Regions from separate parts of the Mus musculus genome. Here region 2 is linked to region 1. The links are chromatin contacts, called in public promoter capture Hi-C maps. All regions are on one chromosome and are shown on one strand. Each heading gives the region's core, a stretch centred on a gene start, on an enhancer-like site or on the middle of the called end of the contact. The rest is flanking DNA. Distances are from core to core; before and after follow the strand shown. Region 1 holds the start of Ppp1r3e (protein phosphatase 1, regulatory subunit 3E). Region 2 overlaps Zfhx2 (zinc finger homeobox 2).

The links. Promoter capture Hi-C pulls out the DNA fragments that hold promoters and counts their contacts.
Region 2: a contact with region 1 is called in a promoter capture Hi-C map of embryonic stem cells, with 3 times the contacts expected there. The contact joins the enhancer-like site here to the promoter of Ppp1r3e in region 1. A contact is called at or near these places in 13 of 39 promoter capture datasets (the 3T3-L1 cell line, the C10 cell line, cranial neural crest and 7 more), 1 of 15 datasets of contacts at CTCF or cohesin (CD8 T cells), 4 of 484 Hi-C or Micro-C datasets (CD4 T cells, effector CD8 T cells, ganglionic eminence and 1 more), 12 of 115 datasets of contacts at active chromatin or transcription factors (acute myeloid leukemia, bone marrow-derived macrophages, craniofacial prominence and 8 more) and 3 of 9 other capture datasets (adipose tissue, liver and pancreatic islet).

The regions. Positions count from the first base shown.
Region 1 is chr14:54,873,399-54,881,352 of GRCm38.p6, forward strand. Ppp1r3e (protein phosphatase 1, regulatory subunit 3E) reads right to left here and starts at 4,140. Exons shown (of 2, transcript NM_001167908.1): 1 at 3,489-4,140; 2 at 2,199-3,398. The coding sequence starts at 3,905. The coding sequence ends at 2,976.
Region 2 is chr14:55,074,605-55,082,558 of GRCm38.p6, forward strand. It overlaps Zfhx2 (zinc finger homeobox 2), which reads right to left. Exons shown (of 10, transcript NM_001039198.1): 2 at 1-680. The coding sequence starts at 631. It also overlaps Zfhx2os. Among named protein-coding and RNA genes, the nearest start is that of Zfhx2, 13 kb to the right of the region's middle. Within about 2 kb of position 5,182, at least 98 of the 459 cell types and tissues checked have an H3K27ac peak or open chromatin away from gene starts, as enhancers often do. A contact at or near this core is called in adipose tissue, bone marrow-derived macrophages, craniofacial prominence and 9 more, where this site is marked.

The sequences.
Region 1 (7,954 bases), core at 2,890-5,389:
CTGGGATCACAATCCTACAGTCCTGAACAAATTACTGAGCTTAGACTTATTTCTAAAACAGGAATAACAGTGCTCAAGTCCCAGTGCCGCTTTAAACATGCATGTAAAACATTTAGCACACAAAAGTTAAATGGGAGCTGTTACTATTGTTAATATGACGCAACAATAATGCACACACATTAAGGATGATGTTGTAACACCTGACCCTCAACCCCGTCTCCCTGGGCTCCTTGTTGAAGACTAGAGAGTGCATTGTTTGGGAGTTTCCAAGAGAGTTCTTCCTTTTACTTTGCTGAACCTGAAGGTGGTCCACAGATGCATCCAACCATCTTCTTCTCAAGGGAAGATGATGCGTAAATAGGCATTTATCTGAGGCATGACCAGAGGGGCCAAAGAACGAGCCCCAAACTGAATTCTGAGTGTACGTATAGGTACCTGGCAGAGAAGAGGGGAAGTGAGAAACCATTCAAGATGCTGGCAATGGAAAGGGGTGTGGGAAGCCAGTTAGTTACCTGGGAGGTCCTTGTTCAACTGTGACATTAGGAATTCTTTCCCCTTTAGAGAGGTGCCTGAGGAAGGTGGATCAACAATGGCCTTAGAGGAAAGAAGCTACCGCTCCCATCCACCTCAAGGGAAAGGGAGACCAACATGGGTGAAGAGAGGAACTAAAGATAAGCGTCCTACATGGTCAAAGAAACAAGTGGTGGGGGGGGGGAGCAAGGCAAGGCAAACAAGCAGCAGGCCTGACTCCCCCTCAGGAAGGGCATGGCCTGAGGGTGGCTATCACAGAAGATTCCCTGTTTTCCATTTCACTGGCTTGGGGTATGGCTCAAAATGCCACCTTCTGGTGCCATTTCGTTCTTGTTTTCTATCTCTCATACCCATAATCCTTTATCCTCCAGAGTTTCAACACTGTCTCCTTCTAGGGATCCCACGCCAACACTTTTCCTAACAGCTGGACTCTTCCCCATTTTCCTCTGGGAGCCCAGACTGGAAGTCTGTGGAGGAAAGAGCGAAATCCAAAGGGCACAGGGTGAGCTATGGCTTAGGAGCTACAGATCCACTGGGGTTCTCTGCTGGCTGCTGCCTGGGTCCTGGGTCATCTGAACTATGCTCATCTGCAGCCACAGGCTCAGGGCACTGGGTAAGTCTTGTTTCTTCTTCTCCTTCTTCTTCTTTCAATTTTCTGAGAGTCAAATGTAGCCCTAGCCCTGGCTGGCCTCAAACTCAAAACAGCATTCCTGTATGTGCCACGAGACACCTGGCTTGCTGAAAGATGTCTTTCTAATCTATACTGTGCCATAAACAGACCATAAAATGCCAGAAAGGTCATAGTGGGTCAGACCAATAACCCCCAGCACAGCAGAGGCTAAGGCAGGAGGGCTGTACATTGGAGGCCAGCCTGGGCTAGAGAACATGTTGGAGAGGAGAGGAGAGGAGGGGAGGGGAGGGGAGGGGAGGGGAGGGGAGGGGAGGGGAGGGGAGGGGAGAAGAGAGAGGTAGCCTTAAGAAAGAAACAAAGAAAAGAAGAAAAGTAGCCAAAAGGAAGGAAGGAAGGAAGGGAGGGAGGGAGAGAGGGAGAGAGAGAGACAGAGAGAGAGAGGAGGGAGGGAAGAAGGAAGGAAGATCAGTTGGTCCTAAGAAAAGGTAGCTGAAAGAAAGGCAGCCTTAAGAAAAAAAAAAAATGAGATGGCTGGTGAGATGGCTCAGTGGGTAAGAGCACTGACTGCTCTTCCAAAGGTCCTAAGTTCAAATCCCAGCAACCACCTGAAATGAGATCTAACACCCTCTTCTGGTGTGTCTGAAGTCAGCTACAGTGTACTTATATATAATAATAAATAAGTCTTTTAAAAAAGAAAAAAAGGGGGGGGGTGTGTGAAGAGATGGCTCAGTGGTTAAGAGCACTGACTGCTCTTCCAAAGGTCCTGAGTTCAATTCCCAGCAACCACATGGTGGCTCACAGCCATCTGTAATGGGATCTGACACCCTGGTGTGTCAAAAGACAGTGACAGTGTAATCACACATAACATAAATAAATCTAGAAAAGAAAATAAGGGAAAAGTAGCCTTAAGAGAGAGAGGAGGAGGAGAGAAGAGGAGGTGGAAGAGGAGGAGAGGGCCTTAGGGAACCACTTAACTCCACTTTCTTCTCACAGAGGAAAACGGAGCCCAAAGACACAAAGAAATATGCTCAACCATACAGATACTCAGTGGTTTCCTCTTTTTAAGAGGCACGAAGAAAAAATCAGTAGGGATTTTCATGATTCACCGTCCCTTGACATAAAGTGCTTAGAGGTTTTAAGAAGACGCCCGGAAAAGTAAGGCTGGCATTCATTTTTCTGGAAGCCTATGTGAACCCCTTAGATGTCTCACTATTTGGCTACAAGGGCAGGGTGGGAGTTACTTTTGCCACCGTCCTTATTCCTAGTGCTTGCCTGGTGGCTGAAGGAACTCAAAAAGAACAAACTGTCATAGCCCCCGGCAACCCCTGTCCTTGAAGACTGAAGCCACGAACTGCTGAGAGACGAGGACATCCTGTCATACTGCCAGAAGGCAATGGTCAAATTCCTGGAGTTAAGCAAGGCAATTTCGGCTCAGATGAAGCTAGGATGGGCAGGACAGAGGGACGTGGGGTGGTAAGGCCAGTAAGAAGCAATCCGAATGACTTCACTGGGCTGGACTTTATACATCAAGGCTCCTCAGTCCATAAAGGTTCCCAGCCCAAGGAGGCTTCTTGACCTTCCAGGGCCTTCTATCTCGCATTCTTCGAGTTCCTTCCACTTACGCACACCTGCTGTTTTCCACCCAAATCTCTCTGAGTTTCGCAGGCGGTTTCCAGCCACCTCCGCTTGACTCTGAGACCGCTCTCCACCCATCTGCCAATTGTGACTCCCTGGTTCCTGGCGCCACAGCCTCTCCCCCTACGCCTGGATGCCTCCGTTTTTTTTCCCTGCTGTGGCCTGTAGGAGCCTTGTCTCAAATAAAATGGATCCAGCCCTGGGGCTCCGCGGCTCCGGCACCGGCAGGATGCTCGGGCCCAAGGAGCGCGTAGTCTCGGCCGCCGTTGTTATCCCAGAACTCTCGGCCGGTAACCCGGTAGCGAAGGGCGAAGAGCAGCGTTCCGCCGACCGGAGGTGCGGGCAGGCGGAAGGCGAAGCGGTCAGCCCGCGGCGGGGACGGAGCTGGACCCGCGTAGGAGGCGGGCGATTCCCGCAGGCTGCGCCAGCCGTCCGCGCTCCAGCGCACGCTCACGCGCTTCTCGTAGGCCAGGTCCAGCACGCGCGCGCTCCCGGCCACGCCCAGAGGGCCCGCGTCTGCGCGCTCCAGGCAGATGCGCTGCGCCTGCAGCCGGGCGGCGAAGCCGGGCTCCAGGGCTGGCTCCAGGGCGACGCGCGCCTCCTGAGGAGAGAGGGCGGGGAGGCAGGTCAGGGCGGGGACTCCCGAGAGGGAAGGCTGAGGCCCGGGGCCGGGGCACGACGGGACGCCTACCTGGAGGCCGCGGGCTCGCGGCGGGCACGGCGCGAAGTGGCGCAGGGCGTCCCTCTGCAGTTGCACCTGCACGTGGCGGGGCACCCGGGGCGGTTCCCCAGGGCGGAAGCGCCGGACCACGGCCAGCTCCAGCCCCAGCGCGTCGGCGAAACGCACTCTCTTGCGAGTGTCAGGGCTGCGGCTGCGGGCTGTCCGCGCCCCGCCACCACCCGCGGGCGCAGAGCGGGCCCTGCGCCCCCGACCCGGAACGTGAGCCCGCGAGCGGGCGCCTGGCCGGGTCCCGCCCTCCCCGGGCTCCTCCTCCGACTCCTCCTCGAGGCTGGGCCGCTGGCTGCGGTAGTACGCCCGCTCGGTCAATGCCGCTATAAAGCTCAGGTTGCGGGGTATATCCGTGCGCGGTGGCCGCTCGTGGGACATGTCACCCCTGAGCCCCAGCGGGGCTAGCGCACAGTGCCCGGCGCGTCCTCGCTCTGCTGCCGGCTCTATGCCCGAGCATAAGGTGTAGGTAGGGCTGCTCAGCAGCAGCTGGCTGCGGACTCTCCTTGCTGTCAGCCCGCGTACCCTGCCTGCTCGGTTTCCTTGACCATCTTTCCCTTCCTTTGGCGGCCAGCCCCGGTGTCAGACTATCCGTCCTGCTCGCTTCCAGCTCTCTGCTCTGAGCGTGCGCTCAGCGGCGCCGCTCACCCTTCAGTTCTGCGGGCCTCGCTGACCCGGCCCCCGCCCACAGCCCTCTGACAGGTGGCTGGTATCCATCTTCACTGCTGCACCAGGGGGCGTGACTGCTTCCATCTGGGGTCCCAGATGAGTTACTCCTATATAAGAAGGGTTAAAGCAGGAAGAAAAGAGTAACCTTTCCTTTTTCTTTTTTTTCTTTTGGCACGGGAAAATTAAAAATGCTGAGGGTTTAATTCTCCTTAGGGCTCAGTGTTTTCTTAAAGCCAGGCTACAGGTTTGAAGCCCGATGGCACTGGGTGTAGTGACTGAAAGGGCGTGAATCCTAGATAAGAGTCTTTAGTGGAAGACTCAAAAGGATGCGCGGTGGCATTGGCTCACTGGCTACTGAGAAAAGTAATGAGAACACTTAGCTTCCAGTCCTATGTCCCCCGCTGATTAGCTGTGTGACCTTGAGAAAGGAATAACTTCTCTGGACCTTGATTTTTCTCAATCATTAAAACAAACAAAAATAATTCTGATCTCTTATCTGTAAGTCTTTTCAAGCGTGAAGACTGTTTCTGATTCATGACCGTTTTTATACATGGTAGGTCTTCCAGTTATTGAGAGTTGCCCTTCTTCCAAGAAGGACACAGGACAGGCTATTTTCCATTTTATTTTTGAAAAATACACTAGTGACAATGGTATGTCAAATATTTTATAACTTCTCTTCTGATTTTTTTTTCACAAAGATTTGTTTCATTTTCAGTTATCTGCATGGTGTTAGGGGGTTATGTATGCAGGAATGCAGGTACCCACAGAGGCCAAAAGGGGACATCAGATAGCCTGGGACTGGCATTACAGGTAGGTGTGAGCTGGTATAAGTGAGTGCTGAAATTACACTAGGGCCTCTAGAAGAGTGTTATGTGCTCTTAACTGCCGAGCCATGCTCCTGCTTTCTATGGGGTTTTATAATACAGAACACTAGGCATTATTATAGTGTTTACAATTGTTACAAATATTACAGAAACAACAACAACAACAAGGCCGGGCTTGGTGGCACACACCTTTAATCCCAGCACTCAGGAGGCAGGCAGATTTCTGAGTTTGAGGCCAGCCTGGTCTACAAAGTGAGTTCCAGGACAGCCAGGGCTACACAGAGAAACCCTGTCTCACCCCCCCCTAAACTAAAACAACAACAACAATAACTCAAAAAAACAAAAACAAACAAATAAACACCCAAATATTACAGAGGAGAAAATTGAGAGGGAAAAGATCTTGCCCAGGGAGTGTCAGATAGTTACCAATTGTGGAGCTAGGATTAGGACCTCAGCAGCCAAATTCTAGAGTTCACTCTTCTATTCATTTAGTTTTATACAGCATTAAAATATAATCGATAATAATGGCGACACTGGTATTTTTGTTAAATGATAATGTTAGCATCTAATATAGAAGTGGACAGTATGGGGCTGGAAGGCTGGCTCAGTGGTAAGAGAATGCACTGCTTCAGGGAATCTGGTGCCATTTTCTAGCCTCCAGGGACACTTGCACTCACATGAACATAGCTCCCGCTTGGACACACACACACAGCACGTAATTAAAAAAAATTAAGTGACCTGAGCATGGAGGTTCACTCCTTTAATCCCAGGACTTGGGAAGCAGGAACAAGCAGGGTCTCTGCTTGAGACCAGCCTGGTTTACAGAGTGAATTCCAGGATAGCTGGGGCTACACTGAGAAATCCAAAATAGATAGATAGATAGATAGATAGATAGATAGATAGATAGATAGATAGATAGAATAGTATGGAGCCAGGCATTGTGGTACAAGTGTATACCTTTTTTTTAAAGATTTATTTATTTACTATATGTAAGTACGCTGTAACTGTCTTCAGATACACCAGAAGAGGGAGTCAGATCTCATTATGAATGGTTGTAAGCCACCATGTGGTTGCTGGGAATTGAACTCAGGACCTTCAGAAGAGCAGTCAGTGCTCTTAACCTCTGAGCCATCTCTCCAGCCCCCAAGTGTATACCTTTGATCCCAGCACTCAAGAGGCAGAGGCAAGTAGATCTCTGTGAGTTCAAGGCCAGCCCTGGTCTACATGAGTTCAAGGACAGCTATGTAGAGAGACCTTGTCTCTAAATAAATAAATAAATGAAAGAAAATAAAAAGAAGAAAGAAGAGAAAATATTAGAGTACAAATAAAATCTCCAAATTTATTTATTTATTTGTGATGTTGAGGTTTGAACCCAGGGCCTTATACGTGCTGGGCAAACACTCTATCACTGAGCTCATGAAGTCTCTAAATTTTTAACAGGATGGCTTAATCAACACAACTATACAAGAGATTCAACTGGTCATAAAGAGTGAGACTTACTGCTATGTTATTGTACAGTCCATTCCTGTGTGTTTTTCATGGCAGCATTAAACATACCATTAGCTGGGACTCACTTTAGAAACCATATTGAGTTGTGTTTCTTCTTTCACACATAAAATGCATGAACATACTTTGTGTCTTAAGCTGTAAAATAATTTGTCAGTGTTTGTAGTTGCTTGGGCTGAGCAATGGAAGAAAGAACCACTACAGGATGAATCCAGGCTTCTTATCAACAGGGAGAACAGCCTCTGTGGGATTGAACCCCAACAGCCTCCTAGAAGCTCTCTGTTGTTGTTGTTGCTGCTGCTGCTGTTGGATTTTGTTTTTTGAGACAGGGTTTTTGTGTGTAGCCCTGGCTGTCCTAGAACTCACTCCGTAGACCAGGCTGACCTTGAACTCAGAGATCCACTTGCCTCTGTCTCCTGAGTGCTGGATTAAAGGAGTGTGCCATCATGCCTGGCATAAGTCTTATAGGGTTTCTCTGTATAGCCCTGGCTATCCTGGAACTCACTTTGTAGACCAGGCTGGCCTAGAACTCAGAAATCCACCTGCCCCTGCCTCCCAAGTGCTGAGATTAAAGGCATGAGCCACACGCCCGGCAAGTCTTTATTTCTTAAACAGCAGATCTTTAAACATCTGACTGGAACTGCTCAGAGGTTGGCAGGAGGTGTCAAATGCTTCATTTAGTCAACGTGTGCTGATCACGACACAAATGTGAATAAAATAGCCCTGGCAGTCAAAGAGCTTAAAAATAAAAGGTCAGACAGAAATATATTAGTGTCTCTTAAGACCAGTAATAAAAACAAATTCCGTGTGCGGTGTACTCCTTTAATCCCTGCACTAATCAGGAGATGCAGAAGATTCGTTAAGGTCATCTTCATCTACATAGTGAGTTCAAGGCCAGCCTGGACCCCACTGCAAAATAGTGCCCCACCCCAAGAGTATTTATTTCTGGTCAATGTCTTAGAATAAACCATGGTGCAAATGAAATCCTTAAACTAGATTGTTACATTGCCTTTCCGATAGATAGTACCATAGCCATTTTGAATAAAACTTCCGTTTTTGATAGCTGTCAAATGGTTTAACTTTCCAAGACCTCCCTGGGTAACTGACATCCTGGTTGGCAAGTTGAGACATGAATGCTAGGCAAGTCGCCTCGCCACAGATGAATAACCCAACCAATGGGAGCGAGATAGGTGTACCACAAAGACGTGTTCCTAAGGCGGTTGGTCCCCTGTCCCTAAATCCTGAGTGGTGGGATAACTTGGCACACATACTTGTGGATTTCAGGCTTAAGAGTTTAGTAGGTTAGAATCATAGTCTCAGCTCCCAAGTTTGATCATTCAGTCCTGAGGTGTGTTTTCAATAAACTGTCCCTGCTTGATTGAAATCAGTGTCCATGTGGTTTGTGGGCGATGCCTGTACCCCAACCAGATC
Region 2 (7,954 bases), core at 3,932-6,431, 200 kb after region 1:
CGGTTGGGTTTGGAACCAGCTGGTAGCTCCAGAAGGATCCATCCCTTCTCTCACAGGCAGCCAGAGACGGCGCTGAGGTATCGTGGGACAACATTTGGTCAGAAGAGCTAAAGCCTTGGATTGGGTCGAAGCCATGTTGGATGTGAAGGGTGGTAAGGTGTGAGGAGGGGAAGTGGGTGAGGAGGGGCAGGCTGGGCTCTTCCTTGGCGCTTGCCTCATCCCAGGGGAAGCCCTTTGGTAACGAGAGTTCACTGCCCCTAGGCAGGGGCAGGTTGGCCAGTAGGTAGGCCTGGCCTCCAGCTGCGAAGAATAAGTGGCTGCTGAGGTCCAAAGGAAGGATCTCTTCCTCCTCCTTTGCCACCCCAAGGTCCTTTGGTGGGATGTGGCCACAGCCAGGCTCTTCTTGGGGCTCTCCAATCTCCTTTGGTGGGTCAAGGTCACTGCCTGACTCCAGACGCTCTCCCCCCGGCTCTGAGGACCTTATGCTCTCAGAGGTGGAGGGGGCATCAGGGGGATCTTTGGTGACAGGATCAGAGGTGCTGGAGGAGGAGGTCTCTGGAGGTGGTGACCGAACATTGTGCCCAGGGGAAGGAACGGTTCCGGAGGGAGAGGCTGAGTTAAGGGTAGCCATGGTAGACGGAGGACTGCTGAGGGTTCATTTCAGCGTGACAGCCAGTACCCTGCATGGAGGCATGGGGAGAGCAGTGCCGTAAGATCTCGGGGTCCCCAGCAAGGCTGAATGTCTGGACTCTTTAGCCCTACTATGCTCAGACTCAGGTGCCCCCATGCCAACTTGAAGCTCTACTTAGTGTGTCTAAAACCAGAGTTCACGATCGCTTTCCAAACCAGCTCTTCTCCATCTTGCAATCTCAAATGTGGTACCACTCAACCCTCGGCTTATATGTCTATGCTATGCCCTGTAGCTTCCATTCCATAACCAGTTCCAGGATGCATCAGACCCTACACTCACATCTTCCTCACCAGCAGCACCCTGGTCGGACCCACTGGTATCTTTTTGAGCTGATGCACCAGATGGGATACTCTTTTCCTTCCCACCTCTGCCCTCTCCAAGCTGACAGCCAAAACAACCCCTTCATGTTCAACTACAGAAAATGCCCAACATGTGTAGGGAGAACCTCTGTCTGCTGCCCGCTGTCAGTGGCAATCAGCGCATGGGCGGTCTCGTCTTCGTTTGTGCCCTCACCAAAACTGCTTTACTCCCCGCGGTGTTTTAATTTTAGGTTAGAATTAAATATAAATTTTAGGTTACAATTTTCCTTTCTTTTTTAAGACGGGCTCTCGAGTAACCCAGCCTAACTCTGAACTTCGGATGCTCTTACCTCCACATCTGCTGTTTAGGGAGTTCTGGGGATTGAACCCAGGGCTTTGTGTCTCCTAGCTATGGCCTTACCTCTCCCTCATGGCTGTCTTAAAAAATTACTTGTGTGTATATATATGTGTATGCCATGGCACACACGTGGAGACCAGAGAACAACTTGTGGGGGTCAGTTCTCTCCTTTTACCATGTGGGTCCCGGGGATGGAGCTTAGGTTGTCATGGCTTGGCAGCAAGCACCTTATCACTGTGCCATCTTGTTAACCCTCATAATTGTCTCTAAACATGCAGCCCATATTACAGTCTACTTAAAAGCCCAGTAGTGCTTTCTCATCACATGCAATAAAATCGAGACTCCTTTCCCTGATCTGCAAAGGCCTGTAGCTCCCAGAACGTCTGCTTTTTTCTCCCAGTTTTAACCCACTGGCAGCTAGCCAGCCTTCCCGCCTCTGTCTTTCTGCCCACAACACCCTTTCGCTCTTTTTCTTGGTCCTTCCTGTCTCTCACACAAGCCAACTTCATCCCTTGGTCCTTGCCCAAGTGTTCAGCCTGCTGGGGAATCCCTGACATTCCCGTCACCCCCCAGACCACCTGCTCAGACTTCTCACTGGCTAGTGAAAGATTTTTTTTCTGGCTAATTCTTCTAAGAGAGCCTGTCTGTTTTCTTAGCTCTCTACGATTACACAGACATTCCAGTTCACACATAACCCAGGCTATAGCCTTAAGTTCAGCTAGTTGAGAGTAACCCTGAATCCTCCTGCCTCTACTCTCCAAGGTATGTGCTGTCATGCTAATGAATGAGTCCTGGGGAAGATCCCCAGGTCCAGCCCCTCCGCAAAGTCTTTTTGCTTTTCTTGGCACGAACCTTTCTCCACTGTATTCCAGATCCAGACTAGTAGGGACGTGCCAAGTTTAAGGAAGTTCTTTGGCTAGTTGGAAGACAGTAGCTCGCTCCTTTGTAGCCCTCTCTACTCTCCAAATTGAAGATACAAATATTAGTAACAAGTCCTAGTAATAATGGTACTAGCAGCTGTTCAAGTATTTATAGCGTGGTCTTGGCACCAGCTAAAGGACTTATCAGGGTCTCACTGCATTGCACAGCATTCTCAAAGGTTACTGATAGTAACTGGGCTCCAAAATGGGGGAACAGCTTAGCACACAGTAGGGCTGCTTAGCATGCAAGCAGTCCTGGGCTCAGTTCCCAGCTCTGCATCAGTTGGGGGCTGGGGGTAGGTTCATGCTTGTAATTCCAGTACTCGGGCAGTAGAGGCAGGAGGATCAGAAGTCCTGCCTACACAGCAAGTTCAAGACTAGCCTAGGATACATGAGACCCTGTAGAGTTAGAGGGGGTTAGGAGCGGGGAGGGAGGTTGGTTTGTGTGTGGGAGGAGCTGTCAGGCCTTCTTCAAAATTATCAGTTCCCCATGAATCCATCTAACTCCTCTTTCTCTCTGAATCAACAACAATCTCTAATGATAAACTGTCTAACATTCAGGCCACACTGGTTCAGAGAAAGGGCGAGGGGGTGGCCTCTTACTCCTTGGGCCGTCCTTAACCCTCATCTCCAGAGTCCCAGATTTGATATGGGTCCTTGGTCCAGGAGCCTGGTTGCTTTCCCACTTCCCTCTTCCCTCCTGCCCCTGGGAATCCAGCTTGGCCTGAGTCAGAACCTTCAAGAACCTTGAGGGGCAGAACTAGCATGCTAATGAGATGCAAATAAGTACCTGGAAATCAAAGGAAAATGACGAATCTGGGTGGGGCTGGGGGTGGAGCCCTAGCATTGATGGAGAAAGGCATTCCTTCTGAGGATCCTTGGTGGGACAGAGGATGCTAAGTTTGTTGGTTTGTGAGGGTTCAGTCATTTCCACAGGCTGGGCCCCACTAGATAGGGAGAGCTGAGGGTTGACATGGTGGGCCCTTTAACTCACCTGCCGGGGCAGCAGACGAGCCCCGCTTACAAGCATTCAGCTCCCTCTTGGCTCTCCACTCACAGTGCTACATCACAGCTCAGAGGCAGCCTGAATAGGACCCGACCCTGGAGTAACTCCCAGATTCCCGCTCTCTCTAAAGCTTAATTCTCCTACTAGAAAAGGACTGCTGGGTTGCTAAGTAGAAACCAAAGGGGCTCAGCTTTTGGCCAGCTTGTGGGTGAGACCCGTAACACAGCCGGGTAGGTCAGCTGGTGGCTTATTTAAAATTGCAAATCTCTTCCCTACCTCCCAGCCTATCCCTCCTCTTCAGGAGAGAATTTCCATTGCAAATTTATCTCTCCCCTACCTATTTCCCTCGTCCCTTTCTCCGAAGTTTCTCCCACCGCGCACTAGCGATTAGACTTTTGTGGCCAGGGTGTTCCCCACTTTTAATCCTTCTGCCTCCCGCTTCTGACTTCCCCCTCTGAAGCTCTAAGCCCCCTTTTTGTTTTGCCCTTCTTGCCTTGAACTGTTGATGGCACGAAAGCCTCTAAAAAATCGGGGCTCATCTACCTGCTATCCCTAGCCAAGATTCTCAGTCACCCCTGTCCCACAGCCATTTCTTCCTGTGGTTCCCAGCATTTCTTAAGAGCAGCTCTCCCGTGGGCCTGGTCTCACAGGAGGGTAGAGGCAGAAGGCAGCCGCCACAGACCATGACATTACAGCTCAGAAGGAATTGGAGCGAAGGCGGCTGGTGTTCTGGAGGTGGGGGACAGTAGAGGAAAGGGCTGGGCCTCCGCAGAGCAGGCAGTGGCAGCCGTGTGATTAGAGCGGAGATTGATGTGAAGGGGCGCCACAGACCGCAGAGCGAGTCAATAAAACCGGAGGATCGCATTAGAGGCGACAGGGAGAGCTTTAAATTACAAGGCTGCTGCCACCACGGGGAATGGAAGGAGGGAGCCCTGGAGCCTAGGGAGGGCGGAGAGTTCTGAGGGTGCAGTCGCCCCGAAAGATGGATGGATCGACAGCTCTAAAGCGGCCCTCAGTCCTGGGAGCTCCCTCGTGGCCTTCCATTCTTCCCTCCCGTCCCAGCTCCTCACTAGGGTGAGGTGGAGAGGAAGGGATAAGGCAAGGCTGTGGAGAAACAGGCTTTTCGTTCTGGGAACTGTCTCCTTCCCCCTTCCGCCAGGTTTTCCTGTCTGCCTGTTACTCAAGAGAGGGAAGCCTGGGAGTGCTTTCAAGGCTCGACAGGAACTGCTGTCCCGCAAACAGAAGGCAGTCATAATTACTGACCTGAAGAGTAAGGCATATATGTACACACACACACACACACACACATATATCAGGAGGCAGAAACTGAAAGGCTTGAATTTGAGGTTCAGCATACAAGTGGAAGATCTTTAAGGTAGTCTTTGAGACCCTGTAGGATGGGAAACTGACAGACAACTAGAGAAGTCCTGGAGCCAGGGGGCAAGGGCAGAGCATGGAAATGGAGTTAGAGGCGCCACAGAATTTGAAGCCACGGTGGCCCAGGGTGTTTCCCTCCAAGCCCCACCTGGATCAGATTAGGAGAAGCACCACTGCCCCCTGCTGGTCACAGAGGGAACACCACCAAGCCCCAGCTCTGCAAACCGAATAAACAAAACCTGCCCCCCTCCATTTCCTCAGGCCCAGTGAAGGGCAAAAGATTTTGTGGCAACAGCTTGGGCACCAAGACTCTACCAGCCCTGAGCTTTACATCTTCAAGTGTAAGAGACCAAAGTCATGCTGGCCCGGGCCCTCACCAGCACTCAACCTTGCTTATCCAGACTACTTCCTCACGTGGAAACCTGGGAGTAATGGGGTGAGGGCCATAAGGGCAATCAATATACAGAGTGCATGGCCTGGGTGTCAGTGAGGGCCATGCTCTACCCCCTGCTTGGCCATCCCCTCCCTCGGGGCAGAGCACAGTGTTTGGAAGGAGGCTGGCATTCCTCCTGCTCCGCCTCTCAATGGGGCCAGGTTCACACCTAGTCCTCCCACCATTTACTGCTTTGCTTGGCGATTATCCCTCTTTGCCCCTCCTCTAAAGCCCAGGCTGGCAGTAGATTACCCATGATCCTCCTGCCTCAGCTGATAGGTCGAGATTCCCTAGGAGGTTGGCAGAACTCAAGCCTTACTTACTTGGCCTTGGTTTATTGTTCTGCTGCTGGCGATTGAACCGGGGGTCTTGCATATGCTGGACGAGGCTTTACCTCTGAGCTCCTCACTCAGCTCTTGGCTGCTGGGTCTGGAGACACTCATCACCTCAGAGCAAAAGGAGGATGTTTCCCCGGCTCACACGCAGGCTAGGGAAGCAGCTAATACTGAGCCCAAACTGGTATGGCCTCCCCCTGCAGCATTTACATTCCCTTTGGATCTGGAGTCACAGGCAGTTGTGAATCACTAGACATGGGTGCTGGGAACTGGGACCTCACAAGAGCAGTAAGTGATCTCAACGGGCCGGGCAATCCCAGCACTTGGGAGGCAGAGGCAGGTGGATGTCTGAGTTCGAGGCCAACCTGGTCTACAAAGTGAGTTCCAGGACAGCCAAGGCTACACAGAGAAACCCTGTCTCGAAAAACCAAAAAAAAAAAAAAAAAAAAGTGATCTCAATGGCTGAGCCATTTCCCCCGCCCCCCTTTTCCCCTTTGAGACTCGGTCTCATAATGTAGCCCTGGTAAGTCTAGAACTCTCTCTGAAGACCAGGTTTGTCTTTGAACTCAAAGTGATCCTCCTGCCTCTGCAGCCCTAGTACTGGAATTAAAGGTGTGTGCTACCATATCCAAACAGTCCTTTGATCTTATTTTTTTTTTTAAGAAAATATCGATCTTCTAAAAATAATTTTTATTTACTCTGTGTGTGTATGCAGCACACAGGCACTCATTGTGGGTCAACAGGCTTGGGCACAGGTCCTGTGCCTTTATGGACCGAACCATACTACTTTCTGGTCCCTCTAGTGCTTTGAGATGGGATCTGACGAAGCTGCTTAGGATGGCCTTGAACTCTGGAGCCCAAGCAAACCAAAACACCTGTGCTACACCCACTTTAGCCTTCCAAGTGTCGAAGATGACAGGCCGGTGCCATTAGGCCCAGATTCCCTTACATTTAAAATAATAATAATAGTAATAATAATAATTCTCTCTCTCTCTCTCTCTCTCTCACACACACACACACACACACACAATCTTACCTTGAGTTTAAAAGGAAAATTGCAATGCACTATCCCAGAGTCCATTTTGATTCTACCTCTCCTACTGACCTCTCTCCATCCTCATGAATATTTAGGAAGTGCTTACTTTGTGTAAGATTAATTTTGTGAGCACTGAGGAAAGTGAAATAAGCAAGCAGAAGAAATGCCACAGAGGACAAAGAGAGAGACAGTTAAGGCTGGGAAAGAAGGGGCCCAGGAGTGAGGAGGAGCCGGCAATGGATCGTGATTTGCATATGTAAATACTACAGTCTTGCAGGCTGGGTGGTTCGACGTCCCTAGAGAGAGGAAGACTACCAGGAGGCTATTTTATTCCTTGCAAGATGCTTAAGGTGGACTTGAGGGGACCCGGTAGGTTGTGAGGAGAAAAAGGGAAGACTCAGAGAAAGATGGAGGTGGGTGGTAAGGAGCTGGGTGAAGCCACACACACTAATATGCGTATGGGTTTCTAGGCATGTTCACTGCTAGCAGAGGTGGGTGTCCATCACTGAGTTCAAGGACAAACCTGGTCTTCAGAGTTTTAGACTTATCAGGGCTACATGATGAGACCAGAGCATCCTGCCCAGGCATTTTGTTTGATGACTAGACATTAGATGTCCGAGGGTGGTAGCATAAGACTGCTTTGGTTAAATAGGAGTGTTTAACCATTTTAAAAAACTACTTATTATATATATGTGTGTGAGGTTGCTCGAGGGAGCCAGAAAAGGGGACATCAGACTCCCCCCCGGGAGTGGGAGATCTAGGCAGTTGTAAGCTGCCCAATGCAGGTACCAGGAACTGAACTCTGGAAGAACAGCAACTGCTGGGCTTGAACCCCTGTGAGACTTAGAGCTTAGAGCAGCCTGTGTTCCACGAGCCTCAGGCTTGGATGGTTGCGTGAAGGCAGCTCAGAACCTTTCTTTTGTAGGAGCACTTGGAAGTGAAGGGGCAGAGGCTGATCTGCCTTAAATCTGGACTCACCATCTTATTTGATCTAGGCACAGGCTATCCCCGGAGGATTCTCTGAATTTGGAGGACTACCACAGTAAGGTCTGTTAAGTGTCCCTGGTTCTCCAATTTGATGTGAGCTTCTATGATGTAATGATGTCATTTTAATACTATTGTAGCAGCCTTGCCTATGATCCCAGCTACTGGGAGACTGAGACAGGAGGATTATAAGCTTGAGAATGTCTGGGCTACAGACTGTGGGGCCCTGTCTTAAAATAACAAGTGCCAAGCGGTATATGCATGTAATCCCAGCACTCCAGAGTTGGAAACAGAAGGGCCGGGAGTTCAAAGCCAACCTTGGCTATACAGAGTTACAAAGGGATCTGGCTTACAGCTCAGTAGTAAAAACATTTGCCTAGCATGTGTGAAGCCCTGGATTAACCCCAAATACTACTAAACAGACAAACAAACATGAATAAATAAATCATATTAGAACAACTATTGCAGTTTGAACATCTCTATTCTAAAAATTCAAAGTATAGGCTAAATGTATA